2 separate regions of the Hordeum vulgare genome follow, and region 2 is linked to region 1. Evidence: chromatin contacts called from public Hi-C data. All regions are on one chromosome and are shown on one strand. Each heading gives the region's core, a stretch centred on a gene start, on an enhancer-like site or on the middle of the called end of the contact. The rest is flanking DNA. Distances are from core to core; before and after follow the strand shown.

Region 1 (7,856 bases), core at 2,222-4,721:
TCCTCCCCCAGCTACAGATATAGTTCTTGGTTTAACTGGTAACAACTGACAATTAGCATTGATTGCAAAATCTTGGTTGAGGAAAGAAGATGTGCTACCAGAGTCAAGCAATGCAACAGCTCTTTTTCCATTAATGTGAATCACCACAGTAGGAGTAGGAACAGTCATTTGATGACCCATAGCAAAAGCAGAGATAAACATAGCTTGCTCTCCTTCAGATAAGGTTTCAGGAGGCTCCTGATTGTTCATCTCTTCCATCTCTTGTGGCATGGGTTCTTCTGTTTCTGGTTGCATCAAATGGACATTAGGAACTAATTTGCATTTATGACCATGCATCCACTTATCACCACATCTCCAACACTCTCCCACCTTCCTGATTTTTTGATAAGTATCAGGTTGCTTTGTTGTAGTTTGTGATCCAGAAGCAGTAGACACAGTAGAAAATTTTTGTGCCACATTGTTGCTGTTAGGTTTTTGATAGAAATTGGAATATGCTAACCCAGTTCTTTTAGGAAAGCTAGGAAGAGGAGGGTGACAAGGTTCCACATCTTTGGCCAGCCAGTAAGCATCAGTGAGAGATTGTGGTCTCAATGGTCGGATTTGAAACTTGATTCCTTCTCTGAGGCCATTAACATAGCATCTCACAAACCATAACTCATTAAGTTCAGGGTTTTCCTCTTGCACATCAGCCATTAAATCCTCAAACATTTTTGTATATTCAGATACAGTGTTGTTCCCTTGCTTTGCAGAGTTAAACTTCTCTGTTAAGTCATAAGAACCTTGTGCAGAAAATCTCTTGATCAGTTCAGCACAGAATTATTTCCAAGTCAGTTGTTTCTTAAGAATTCCAGATCTTCTTAGCCATGTGTCAGCTTCACCAATAACATATAGTTGTGCTAGAGAAACTTTATATTCTTCAGGAGTTGCTGACATCTGAAAGTACTTGTTACACTGCCTGATCGACCCTACTGGATCTGTTCCTTCAAATCTAGGGAAATCCAGTTTTGGCCCTTTTGTCATAGATTTCATAAACTGAGATTGCATGTCATTCTCATAATTCCTATAATAGCCCTGCCACATCTGTCTGTCTCTATTGGTTTGGTAATATTTGTTCAAAACAGGGGTGTGACCACCATCTCTTGCTGTTGCAGGTGTTCCCATAGCACTCACATGATCTGTTCTCTGTTGATTGTCATACCCAGGAGGAAAAGTTTGCCTATGTACCTTCAGAGGTGGTAACTGTTGTGTCTGAATCTCTTCCAGCTGTTTGGTTTTTTCCTTTTCCAACTCCAACTGCTTCCTCAAGAATTCCTTTCTCAACTGTTGCTCTTGTATATCTTCTTGGTGCAGAGTAGGGGAACGAGCTGTCTGACTAGAACTGGCTATATTAGTGACTCCTCCAATTTGTCCCCCAGGTGGAATCAAGGTTTGCAAAGACTGACTGATAGCTGACAACTGTTTACTCAGATCTAAGACTGCTTTCTCAATACTGCCCACATGTGTTGAGATGTCACCTTGCTTGGAATCGATGGAATGCATGTCTTCCTGCAACTTGGACACATCACTGCGCAGGCTAGCATTGTCCTTTTGCAGAACACCGAATTCATCCCTTAAGGACAAGATTTCTTGCACATCAGCTTCATCTAAAGCTGCTTTGCGTCCCATCGCCTCGATCTAAGTCACAGGTTAGGAATTTTACCACTGGATAATCAGCAACCCTTCCAGACAACTCAGATCCTGCCGCCGCCTAGATCCACGCCTCCAAAAGCATACAAATCAGCGCAAGGACCTGGAATTTTACCGATCAAACAATTTGTTCGATCAACCACTCCTGCTCGACTGATCTATGCCCGAACAAAACACCGCCACCAGCGCCACCAGAAAACTAACAGGACTCGAACACCGCCGCCAACGCCGCCATAACTATGCCGATCGTCCACTATGGGGTGGGAAAAGGGTGGGAAAGGGGTGGGACTCGTGGATCGGGGAACGAATTATGTCACTCCATCACCTTGTGGCTGAGGATCGCCTGCATTTGATACCAATTATGTCATGACCTGATGAACTATAGAGATGTATTTAGGAAGGAAAGGGGAAAGTTCTCCCGAGCTAACGTATATTCCCAGTATATGCTTGTTCTCAGACAAGGAAGAAGATCAATTCATGTCCAGCTAGCCACATCCCGGCAGCTATTAATAGGCTCAAAGGTTTTACCGAAAAGGGGTAAGAAATGCTACAGCCCGACAATGGACTTACTACAGTAAATATCCTACGGCTCTCGACGAAGCGGTACGCGAGGAGAGGGTCTGCACCGTTGGATAACTGAACTTAACTGGACTCTGTTTCTGCACTTGTGCTGAGCCTGACAACCGACGCCACCACCTCTCTCTCTGCCGTCATCACCGTCGCCCCTCTGCGATGGCGTCAGGTTCGGGGTCCTCGAGCCAAGGAGTAGGTATAACTCCCATCTTCTACTCTCTACTAGCAGAAGATCAAACCGATCCGATCCAAAGTATTCTATCAAACATTTCTATCTTAAAAGAACGTACACAGGGATTAACCATATCTGACCGGAGAAAGCAAGAATTATTCAGTATTTTCACAACAATAATTTCGTATCATGAGCACTAAGCACTGGCAAGAAAGAAGGTCCACCTGCAGCTCGGAGAGCTCCTCAAGATACTCAGTCGGGCAGAGATCAGGCCGCGTGGACAACCCCTGTCCAATCTTGACGAACGTCGGGCCAAGCCTTGTCAGTATGGTTCGCAGCTCGACCGCCCTGGCACGCCTCTTCGCTGATGAGGACGACTCCCCCCTCTGCTGGTCGAGCAGCAGCGTTAGCCCGAATGCCCCCAGCTTCGAGAGCACCTCCGCCGCTCTCAGCGCCACCTAATTACACAGCAGGCAATCCACACCATGTATGTCAGATTCTGAGAGCCTCGGATGCTACCCTTAGCTAGATCGAGGTTAAAGAATGCTTGGAGATTGAGTCCAGGGTTTGCCTGGAAAGGTTGGGAGCCGTAGCGGGAGGCGAGTAGCTCGGGGGTGTAGACGGTGGCGGCAGCGGCTCGGGTCATGGCGCGGGACTCGGCCTGCAGGTCATCTGCCCGGTCGCGGGCGAGGGAGGGTACTACGGGAGGCGAGGAGCGCGGGGAAGGGCGGGGAGAGAGCTGGATGGAGAGGTCGGGGGACGGGGGCGCCGCAGTGGAGGCGGCGCGGAGGGACGGGCGGCGGCGGAGGCGGCGCAGCCCGCGGCGCGGGTACGACGGAAGAGAGAAGGACACGGCGGCCGTCGCTGACGTGGAGGCCGCCATGGCCGCCGGAGGAAGGGGTGCGGACTGCGGAGATGGGAGGTCAGGCTTTGTGCGCGTCGGCAGCACCGCGTGTTTATTACGGTAGAGTCCCACCTCGCTTGGCTTCTTACGGAGGAGGTTTGATTTGCGCCACAGAGAACGCGAGGAGACGGGTAGCGTCCACGGCACTTTCTTTTTGGGAAACACTTCCCTACAAAAGTCTGGTCTCGTCGGGAAACCATCTGTCACACTCGTCGGGAAAAGTTTATGTGTATTTAATCTCACTGCTCAGAGATGCCCTTAGGCTGGTCATGATGGAGAATAGATGACCTTATTTATTAACATGCGTGACACATAGTAGACTAACATTTAACATGTTACGGTATCTATTTATGTTACTCTAACATTTTCTCTCTCTTCTTTAATTGTCTGCCACATCAGCATGTTTGTTAGTTTCAAGTACATGATACTAGTACCTAAGTTACTCTTACTATAGCTAGCCTTAAATCAAGCCTCATATTAACTATCTGATTTATTGGTCCACACCCTATAATCTCTCCGTGAATTAACTCTCTTCATCTCTCATGTCCATTCCATACACGTCACCGAGATTGCCATACGAGTCGACGCTTTTCCTCTATCGCCCAGCACGAGTTTTTTTTACCCATAGATCTGAGGCCTCCGTTCCACCTGGTCGTTACGCCATCTTGTCCGGCGACTGCGCAGGGACTGACCCGCCACCTCCTCACCGAGGAGCTTGTAACCTCCCTCGTCACGAGCCTTTACTCTGTTAGGATTGGGCCATATTCCACCTGCAGTTTTGGCGTCTGATCCACCTCGCCCGAGGGTCGTCTCAGGATGGAAAAGAGGCTAGCTGGGATAAGCTCTTACACCATGCAGGGCACAGGTGAAAGTGCATGCTATGCCACTAATCGACTTTTGGTGTTAATGACAACACATACATAGGAAACTAATCCTATTTGTTGAGTGTATCTCAGGATGGCAAGTAATTTAGTAGATTGAGAATTATGTGCCAAAGGTGGTCTGAGAAGATCGGGATTTATATGTCAAGAAGGCTCGGGATTGATAAAAGATGATGTAGACTATCCTTTTGAGTTTACTATTATTGAGTATAGGGATCCCACACTATTAAGAGGGGATCACACGTTTTGCGATGAACTTGCTCATACCACATCTTCACTATCCTGCTCAATACCACATATTCTCTACTCTGCTCCTATCTCAAAACAGGTCTATTGCCTCGGACTTCCGGCTCCCTCCGGACATCCGAGGGCCGAACGTCCGACACGCTTCGGAAATACGAAGCTCTCCACCAGAAGAATTTGAGTCATATAACTCGGATTTCCGGCTCCCTCCGGACATCCGAGGGCCGGAAGACCGACCTGCTTCGGAAATCCGGAGCCCTGCACCAGAAGAACGTGAGCTCTATAACTCGGATTTCCGGCTCCCTCCGGACGTCCGAGGGCCGGACGTCCGTCCCCTTTCGGAAATCCGGAACCTCCCACCAGAAGAAGTTAAGTCAAATAACTCGGATTTCCGGCCTTCTCCGGACGTCCGGTCGTTGTTCAATTCACAGTGTTTCCAGTCATATCTATAGCCCTCGGACGACCGACCCTTGTCGGACGTCCAACCCCTTGCGGACGCCCGGACTTCTGTAAACCGCCGGACGTCCGGACCCTGTGTGACTTAAAGTGTCCCCAACGACTGTTTTACACTCCCCACTATATATACCCCTCTCCCACTTGGTGAGAGGGTGTTCAACACAGCTAGAACACATCCAAGAACACCTTTCTTCTCACTCACTCTTGTCTACACCAAATCTTAGATCCCAAGAGCATTTGTGAGTCCCTTTGAGTGTTGTTCCAATCAAAAGATAGATCGTCTCCCTCTCCTCCTTCCCACCAAGGTGATTTGTGATCTGAAGAAGTTTTGAGCAATCCCCGTGATCTTGTTACTCTTGGAGGTTGGAGACTCCTAGGCGGTAGGAGTCTTCAGAGAGGAATCAAACCATTGTGATTTCCCCGGAAAGTTTGTGAAGGTTTGGAAGCCACCTCAAGGCTTACCACTAGTGGTTGAGAAACGCATTCGTGGAGTTATCTCAAAGGGAGAATAGGGTGAGCCTTCGTGGCGTTGGTGTGCCTTCGTGGTAACATCCGCCCCTCTAACGGTGACGTAGCTTCCCTCCAAGGAAGTGAACATCGGGATACATCCTTGTCTCTCTTGGAGTTTCGGTTATTCCTAACCCTAACTCTCTACTTGTGTTAATCCTTATTACGTACTTGTATTTGATTGTTGTTTACCGCTTGCCTTACTTCACTCTAAATAGCTTACTCCTTGTCGTAGCAATTATTAGGCCTACACTCATATTCCGCACTTTTGCCTAAAATTGCTAAGTAATTATTAAAATTTGGAACTGTACCTATTCACCCCCCTCTAGGTCCATCTCGATCCTTTTCAATTGGTATCAGATCCTCGTGCTCTATTCTTGTGGCTTAACCGCCCTAGAGCGAGATGGACGGGGTTCCAGCTACGGTAGCTCTAGTGCAAAGGGACGGGACTTCCACGGAAGTAAAGTCTTTCACCTCTAAGGACCTGGAACGGGCCCTTGCCAATCAAAAAGAGGAGCATGATGCTTCTATTGAGGCCATGGTCCAAATGAGACTGGCATCACTAACCACGGGGACAACCACGTCCCCGAGGGCCTCACGGCCACATGTGCACGGTTCTTCATTTGGCCAACAACCTCCGGAAAGGAACCAAACCAGTGTTCCATGGCTTTATGCTAGATCTCAAATTGAGAAACCTAAGTACAATCCTGGAGGAAAACCTTCCTTGCTTGATGACAATTCCGATTTTGCTTTATGGAGAGTTGGTATGCAGGATCATCTTATGTACGCCAATGATGAGATGTTGGACATCCTCGAGCATGGGTACAATCCTGTAGATCCAAGGTGCCTCACTCCCAGAGAAACTTATGACAAGCATCTCAATGATACTACGATCATGTGCATAAGAAAAGGAATGAATGACAAGCAACGGAGACCTTACATTCACATCACAAGTGCCAAGGAACCGTGGGATAGCATTATAAGGACCAAGACCGGTACCTCCACTCTTCGGCTTGCTCAATATGAAATTGCCAAGGGGCAATTACAGAATTTTTGTATGGAAAAGGGTGAATCTCCCAAGCAACTGCTAGAACGGCTCATGACTCTCGCCGCAGACATTGAGTCATGTGACTGTGACAAGACGCGAGATGGTTTCAATCTGACCAAGAGATTCCTCGTGGACAAGTTACTTCATGCTCTTGCTCCGTATCACCATCAAATGGTATGGGACATGAGGCAGCACCATGGGTTCAAAGAAATGACTCCAGATGACATCATATCCACTTTCCAATTATTTGAAGAGTCAAAGGCAAATGCAACAAAGCACCTTGCCATGCATGGCACTTCAACATCAAAGATCAATCTTGCTTTGAAAGCCAAGCATGAATGTGACGAAGAAGAAAGTGAAGAAGAAGAGGGTGATGATGACTGCGAAGATGGTGATGATGTTGACTCTGATGAAAGCCCATCTTATGAGGACATTGCTCTCTTTGTAAAGAAGTTCAGTGCAGGAAAATTCAAGGGAAGATTCCCAAAGAAGAAGGTAAGGAAATGCTACAACTGTGAGGAAACCAACCACTTCTCCAATGACTGCCCTTATGAGAAGAGAGAAGACAAACCAAGGTTTCCAAAGACCTTTGTAAAGAAGAAGTTGCCAAACCCTATGAACTCCAAGCTCAAGAGGACAGATGGAAGAGCAATGGTTGCACAAGAAGAATCAGATCCAGAAGATGTTGGTGAGGTTGCCGGGGTAGCTCAGGATACACAAAACACCTTGAGGCTAGTCAACAAAAGTGGTGATGTTGTTCACTACAACTATATGAAGGACTACAAGGGCAACGCTCACAAGTGTTTGATGGCAAAGACAGCCATGGGAGATGAGGAAGACCAAAGCTCCCATGATAAGGTTAAGGTAACTCCACGGTTAAACTCCTTCAGTCTAGCTTCTACCCCATCTGATGAGTATCTTGATGCGGAAGATCACTATGAGGATAATGACTTAGATCATCCCATGTTTGCTAAAATAAACAAATTTATGTGCTCTCTTAAAGGAAAGAAGCTCATTATGTTTCGCATACTTATGGAAATGGTGAGTAAGCACACCAATACCATCAAGGAACTCGAAACCCTCGTCACTGAGGAGAAGGAAAGAAATGAAATCCTTGAGCAGAAAGTCATGTATGATGAAGCACAAAATGATGCATTATGCTCAAAAGTAGGTGAAAACCTTGATAAACATGCTAATGATCTTGCCTCCTTGAAAAAGGTTGAATCTGTGTGCAAAGAGTTACTAAATGATAAAAACCGACTAGTGAACTCTCATGCTTCCCTTTCTAAGGACTGTGAGCATCTATCCTTGTCTCTCAAAGACAAGGAAGAGAAACTCACTGTTCTTACAAAGAGCTTTGAGGCACTCAAGGTTACTTATCTTGAC
Region 2 (7,856 bases), core at 2,422-4,921, 99 kb after region 1:
GCAAACTTCAAAGCATGCACAAAAATAATCCTACACAACTAGCGAAATGCCACCTCATCACATAATGGCAATGTTGCAAAATTGCTCAAAAGTGAAATCCAATGCCACCATTGGATTCCTAGGGTTCTTCTACCCCAAAATCATATATCACACCACTATACTTGCATGTATACAACTACCACAAAACAGAAAAGAAAAACTACTCTAAATCCTAAATCACTTATATGTCAAATCGGTGCCAGATTTGGCATATTCCAATTCTGGATATATTCCAAATAGGAAATACCACACAAACAAAAACAATATCAACACAGATTAATATGACAGGGGGGTCCCACTGGTCATAGACACGAGGGCCCCCTTAGTGCATGACATGTTGGCCTTGTGGCCCACTTGTTAGTGGCACACTAGAGCAACTAACGGAGGAAATTAAAAGAGCAGGCGCTAACTTAGCCAAACAATATTTGCTAGGAGGTGGAGGTAAGAGGTTTCATGGCAATGTTTGGAGGCTTAATAATCAAGTGGTAGGTAGCGGTGAATAATGATGGAACTGATTCAACTAGGCATAAAAAAGCTAGAAACAGTGTCACGGTCACGATCATCTTGCCCGTGAAATCTTCACACTGGAACTGCTCTTTATCCTCCTGAACGTACTCAACGGAAACCTCGAACTCGTTCCCAGCACACGTTGCTACCCAAAAGAAACAAGCATCCAATAAACACCAGCAAATGATAATGCAACAACCAATATGATGTATGTGTAATGCAAACTTCAAAAAATGCACAAAAATAATCCTACACAACTAGCGAAATGCCACCTCATCACATAATGGCAATTTTGCAAACTTTCTCAAAAGTGAAATCCAATGCCACCATTGGATTCCTTGGGTTCTTCTACCCCAAAATCGTATATCACACCACTATACTTGCATGTATACAACTACCACAAAACAGAAAAGAACAAAAACAATAGGAAATACCACACAAACAAAAACAATATCAACACAGATTAATATGACGGGGGGGGGTCCCACTGGTCATAGACACGAGGGCCCCCTTAGTGCATGACATGTGGTCCCTCTGGCCCACTTGTTAGTGGCACACTAGAGCAACTAATGGAGGAAATTAAAAGAGGGAGTAGTACTTGCATGTATACAACTACCACAAAACAGAAAAGAAAAACTACTCTAAATCCAAAATCACTTATATGTCAAATCAGTGCGAGATTTGGCATTTTCCAATTCCGGATATATTCCAAATAGGAAATACCACACAAACAAAAACAATATCAACACAGATTAATATGACAGGGGGTTCCACTGGTCATAGACACGAGGGCCCCCTCAGTGCATGACATGTGGGCCCTGTGGCCCACTTGTTATTGGCACACTAGAACAACTAACGAAGGAAATTAAAAGAGGGAGTAGTACTTGCATGTATACAACTACCACAAAACAGAAAAGAAAATCTACTCTAAATCCTAAATCACTTATATGTCAAATCGGTGCCAGATTTGGCATATTCCAATTCTGGATATATTCGAAATATGAAATACCACACAAACAAAAACAATATCAACATAGATTAATGTGACAGGGGGTCCCACTGGTTATAGACACGAGGGCCCCCTCAGTGCATGACATGTGGGCCCTGTGGCCCACTTGTTAGTGGCACACTAGAGCAACTAACGGAGGAAATTAAAAGAGGGAGCAGTACTTGCATGTATACAACTACCACAAAACAGAAAAGAAAAACTACTCTAAATCCTAAATCACTTAGGGTGCCAGATTTGGCAATATTCCAATTCTGGATATATTCCAAATAGAAAATACCACACAAACAAAAACAATATCAACACAGATTAATATGACAAGGGGGTCCCACTGGTCATAGACACGAGCCCCCCTAAATGCATGACATGTGGGCCCTGTGGCCCACTTGTTAGTGGCACACTAGAGCAACTAGAGAGGAAATTAAAAGAGGGAGTAGTACTTGCATGTATACAACTACCACAAAACAGAAAAGAAAAACTACTCTAAATTCAAAATCACTTATATGTCAAATCAGTGCGAGATTTGGCATTTTCCAATTCCGGATATATTCCAAATAGGAAATACCACACAAACAAAAACAATATCAACACAGATTAATATGACAGGGGGTTCCACTGGTCATAGACACGAGGGCCCCCTCAGTGCATGACATGTGGGCCCTGTGGCCCACTTGTTAGTGGCACACTAGAACAACTAACGAAGGAAATTAAAAGAGGGAGTAGTACTTGCATGTATACAACTACCACAAAACAGAAAAGAAAATCTACTCTAAATCCTAAATCACTTATATGTCAAATCGGTGCCAGATTTGGCATATTCCAATTCTGGATATATTCGAAATATGAAATACCACACAAACAAAAACAATATCAACATAGATTAATGTGACAGGGGGGTCCCACTGGTCATAGACACGAGGGCCCCCTCAGTGCATGACATGTGGGCCCTGTGGCCCACTTGTTAGTGGCACACTAGAGCAACTAACGGAGGAAATTAAAAGAGGGAGCAGTACTTGCATGTATACAACTACCACAAAACAGAAAAGAAAAACTACTCTAAATCCTAAATCACTTAGGGTGCCAGATTTGGCAATATTCCAATTCTGGATATATTCCAAATAGAAAATACCACACAAACAAAAACAATATCAACACAGATTAATATGACAGGGGGGTCCCACTGGTCATAGACACGAGGCCCCCTCAGTGCATGACATGTGGGCCCTGTGGCCCACTTGTTAGTGGCACACTAGAGCAACTAGAGAGGAAATTAAAAGAGGGAGTAGTACTTGCATGTATACAACTACCACAAAACAGAAAAGAAAAACTACTCTAAATCCTAAATCACTTAGATGTCAAATCGGTGTCAGATTTGGCATATTCCAATTTTGGATATATTCCAAATAGAAAATACCATACAAACAAAAATAATATCAACACAGATTAATATGGTCATAGACACGAGGCCCCCTCAGTGCATGACATGTGGGCCCTGTGGCCCACTTGTTAGTGGCACACTAGAGCAACTAGAGAGGAAATTAAAAGAGGGAGTAGTACTTGCATGTATACAACTACCACAAAACAGAAAAGAAAAACTACTCTAAATCCTAAATCACTTAGATGTCAAATTGGTGTCAGATTTGGCATATTCCAATTCTGGATATATTCCAAATAGAAAATACCATACAAACAAAAATAATATCAACACAGATTAATATGGTCATAGATACGAGGCCCCCTCAGTGCATGACATTAAAATAGGGTGTAGTGGGGGTCGAAGCGGTCGAAGCCACCACGTCTCTGTACACAACAGAGGGAAGCACCACTGAGCTAGGGTCGATTAGCTGTGCTAACAGGGAGTATATACTTAATAAAAAGGGCGTGCGAGGAGCTCGAACCCTTAACGACATTCGCTGTGGCTGTCGCTCGGATAGGCTGCATGTACTTGCCAGTACAGAGGCATCAAACGAGGTAAATAAACCACACCACTAACACACCAAAGGAAAAATGCAGTAAAGGAAAAGCGGGTATCGAACCCGTGACATCTTGGCCACTGCTTAGTGCTGGAACCAGCTGGGCTACTCAGGTGGATATACCGAATGAGGGGATCCACCTAAGACAATATGTCAAAAGGAGGTGCCTTCTCTGTTTAATAGAGATGCACCAGCGACGAACTACTGGTGCAAACACACACTCACGCCGGCGGCTACGCGGGGATCCGCTCGGAGGGTTACGCAGAGTTACGACGCTACGCTACGCGGCTACGAAGCAGACGACATCTCCGTGGCCTATGCAACATGCATGCATACACGCGGCTGCGCGCGAGCGGTTACGGCTACGCGGCTCACTGGTGCAACTCCGGCGGCTCTTCGATCTAACGCGGCGACGGATCGCAGAGAGGCAAGGGGGAGAGCAGATGAGGCGCGCTCACCCAGGGTGGAGAGAAGAGGGGCTCGCGTGTTGGAGAGGTACGGGCAGTGTCGATGATGATGTGGTGCAGAAGAGGTCGCCGGAGGTGGAATAATAGTCGGTCGTCGGGGACGTCGAGGTAGTCGTTCCTGGCGTCCGATCTTCACGGGAACGGGACACCCTTGATGTCCGCGTGCTCTTGGTGCAGTCGGGGAAGAAGAATACGGCGTCCTACGCCGGCGATGAGCTTGAGCAGGGCCTATCCATGGCGTTGGTGGTGGTGCTCGGGGGCTCGCCCTCACGCCCTGACGGCGCTAGGTGGGATAGGAGGAGGGAAATGGTGAGGCTAGGGTTTAGAGAGGCTAGGGCTGCTATATAGCTCGAACCCTGAGCTCCCGGACGTCTGATTGAGAGAGGAGAGCGATCGGTGGTGGTGCTAGCGTTCATACAGTGCTGACGCACACGAGGAGGAAGGTGTCGCCGGCATGGATGTGGGCCAAAATCGAACAACAGTTGGGCCGACTACTCTCCCACTATGCATAACACTTTTGCAAAATAAAAATAGCAGGGCTTTTGAATAATTACTGGGGCTGACAGGAAAATGTTTTGAGGAAAATAAAAATACATTTGGTTTGCCAAAAATATGCCACAATTTATAAAAATACATTGGGCATTTTTAGCAGAGCAAAAATAAATAACTTTTATTTAAAATAAGGCTCTGTTTAAATTTAAACCAAAAGGGAAATAAAATAAAACCTGAGGGGGTGCACACCACTTTTAACAATATAATTTTTCAAAGGGAAGGAACATTTTTATGGAGGCAAAACAGAAACTTGTAAATCTGCCACAAAATAAAAGAAAGAAGGGTTTTAGGTGCTATGTTGCAACAAGAGGGTTTTGAGTTGGATCTTGTTGCACCCAATTATATTTGAAACACCAAGTCACATACACACATTGCACTCACACTTACAAACACCAAGGTGCATCACAAAACAAAGATGAATGATGTTATGCATGATGCCATGATGCAAGAGATAATGAAGGCAAGATCAATCATATTCCACCTCTGAGAAAACATAACAGGTTGCCATACAAGGAAAATATACAAAAGGGGGAAGGTATTGCATTGGGGCTATTACACGGGGTTTATACCATCATGTGACTACCCAAAGGTGTAGGATTCATACCACTGTCTAGCGTAAACTTTTGGGTAACAAAAGGATGTGAAGCACCACAATCAAACAGAACTATTGTCGGGGTTGAGTTGACAAGGAACGTACCAAGTATAACGTTCGGGTCTTCTTGCGATGACGTGGTTCACATGAGCTTTGCCATTGTTGGTATGGTTGCGGGGAGCTTGGTTTGTGGGTGGCGCTCCACGACTTTGTCCTTGATTTGGCGCATTGGGGTGCAGTGCGTCAGGCTTCTTGTCGGGGCACGACATCGAGTAGTGCCCTGGTTGACCACAACCAAAACAAGTGACTTGGCCTGAGTTGTTGTTGTTGCCACCATTGTTGTTGGGGTTGTTGTATGCCATCCTGGGGTTGTCATACTGCTCAGGCTGATAGCTCGGGCGAGGTGTAAGAGTCTTGGCCTATTAAGGCCGGTAGCTTGTCTTTGCCGGGGCTGGTTGCGAGGGGCGAGTCTTCTAGTTGCTGGAACTACCGTTGTTGATCATCTTGCGCTTGCTTGTGTCTTCCATGGCACGAGGCTTGTCTTCAAGCATAAGGGCCTTGTTCACTAGCTCGAAGAAAAGTCCGGGAGTCCTAGACAACAAGTTGATACTGCAGTGATTGTTGGAGTCCTTCCATGAAGCGTTCTATCTTGGCTACCTTGGTGTTGACATCATCAGACACATATCTTGACAACAGGTTGAACTTCTGTAGGTACTCCTTGACACAACCACTTCCTTGCTTCAGCACTCAAAATTCCCACTTCCTGATAGCTATAATCCCAGAAGGGATGTGGGCGGTGCAAAATCCTTGCTTGAAATCATCCCAGGTGATAACACGCTCGCTTTGCATGACCTTGAGTCCATCCCACCAAGCTCTGGTAGTACCTCCAAGGCAGTGTGTCGGTGTACTGAAGACTGGGGTCTCCTGTGCCCCAGACTTGTGCACGGGCGTCGGCAACCCCTTTGACGGCAAGGCACGACGAAGGCTGGCAGGAAGATTGATCCCCAAGCTTACCACGGCCACACCCCTACAAGGGTGTGAGGAAAAAGTCTAAGCTACAAGCCTCGGCAAGCCCTTCTTGCCGGGAAGACATCCAAGGCCCCGGCAAGCCTTTCTTGCCGGGAGGATATCCAAGGCTCCGGCAAGTCCTCCTTGCGGGGAAGATAGACAAGGCCCCGACAAGCCTTCCTTGCCGAGAAGGTAGACTAGGCCACTGACGAGGGCACCAGCCCGGCAAGCCCCCTTCGCCCGACGGGTGTTCCCTCCCGCCACAGTGCCACCGACTACCACAGCGCCAACACATCCCTCATGCGCCATCACAACACCTAGGTGTCGAAACACCTGGGTACGTGTCGATACCATCGTGATGCAGGTCAGGAGACTGACGAAGCATTTACTGCCCCTAACACCGCGGTAGATGGATAACAGTGAACCCTGTTCACTGTGCAGCTCGTGAACCCACTGTTGAGCAATGTTGGTGACCCCTTTGCCTATAAAAGTAGGCCCAAGGCTCAGTTCTAAGGGGTTTTATTAGACACTAAAGGGGTTAGACACATTGGGCATTGGCTAGTAAGCAATCACTGTAGCAAGTAATCCTACAGCAAACACCTACTACGACAAACAAGGTAGGAGTAGGGTTTTACGCACTAAGCGGCCCGAACCTGGGTAAAAAAATGCTCGGGGGCGGATCGCCAGCCTTGCCCTTGGCGCTTACGCCCCTCCCCTTCTCGTGCCCAAGGGATCCGCGGAGGTTCCCATAGGTGTAGTTCCCGACATCTCTAGCACGCCAGGTAGGGGGTCAGAACATTTGTGTTAATATGAGAAAGCTCTGCACCGGATTTCTAGAAGTTGAGCGCACCATCGCAGTTCCCTGAAGCGGGACACAACGATGGTTGCTCCACTCTGTTATGGCCTCCTAGCGCCTGCGCGGGCGCGCTGCTACGCAAGCGCATGCCAAGGAAGCGGAGACTCCAAGTTCGATGCCATCAAGATGATGTGCCGCTCCAGGACCGTACATTGTTGTCGAGGGTGTGCCTGGGAGCTTCGGCGAGGCCTCCGGTGCATACTCCGGCGGACGTACCTCTCCAGAGTGATGCATAGCCGTCGAGGATGCGCCAACAGGTCCCGAAGCCCCATCAGGCACTCCAACGAAAACGTTTTCTTCCATGGAAGTGTCGCGTCGCCGCCAAAGATGTACTCGGGGGCTCCATCAACACGACCTGGCAAAAGAGAAAAATGAGTTACACCCTGGAAAACCCCTTTCCTATGCGATGGTCAAAGACTATCAGTAAGAACCTTGTCGGCGAGGAGGTTGCCGGGGGGGGTGTAACATCCTGCTTGCCGGGGATCTGAGGCCCCGACAAAAGATTGAAACATCGAGAAGATCTGTCGCGGCACGACAGATAAGTGAAAAAAACTCTAGATGAGATTTTTGAGTAGATAAATTGTTTCCCTTCTAGAGATCCCGATCTTTGTACGAGAAACCTGCGCGCAGAGGAACCTTGCTTGGATCAGTGCACTTTGGTTCTGTTTCGAACTCATTCAACGACCTGAACGACCACAGAGCGCCTTCACACTGTTTCGAACTTGCTCAACAGGCCAAGCGGCTACGCAACACCTTATTTTGCCTCAAGCCGTGCTCGACGATTTAAACGGTTGCACCGAGTGCGGCAAGAAGTCTTGCTGGTAACGACCTCTCGCATGAACTGCTAAGGATCCAT

The links. Hi-C and Micro-C count contacts between places; a contact is called where the count stands out from the background.
Region 2: a contact with region 1 is called in a Hi-C map of seedling, with 3 times the contacts expected there. The contact joins the enhancer-like site here to the promoter of LOC123428881 in region 1. A contact is called at or near these places in 2 of 6 Hi-C or Micro-C datasets (leaf and seedling).

Annotation. Positions count from the first base shown.
Region 1 is chr1H:212,432,022-212,439,877 of MorexV3_pseudomolecules_assembly, forward strand. LOC123428881 (protein ACTIVITY OF BC1 COMPLEX KINASE 3, chloroplastic) reads right to left here and starts at 3,472. Exons shown (of 7, transcript XM_045112993.1): 1 at 3,003-3,472; 2 at 2,656-2,889. The coding sequence starts at 3,314.
Region 2 is chr1H:212,531,315-212,539,170 of MorexV3_pseudomolecules_assembly, forward strand. No RefSeq gene overlaps it. Among protein-coding and RNA genes, the nearest start is that of LOC123428881, 100 kb to the left of the region's middle. Within about 2 kb of position 3,672, at least 3 of the 3 cell types and tissues checked have open chromatin away from gene starts, as enhancers often do. A contact at or near this core is called in leaf and seedling, where this site is marked.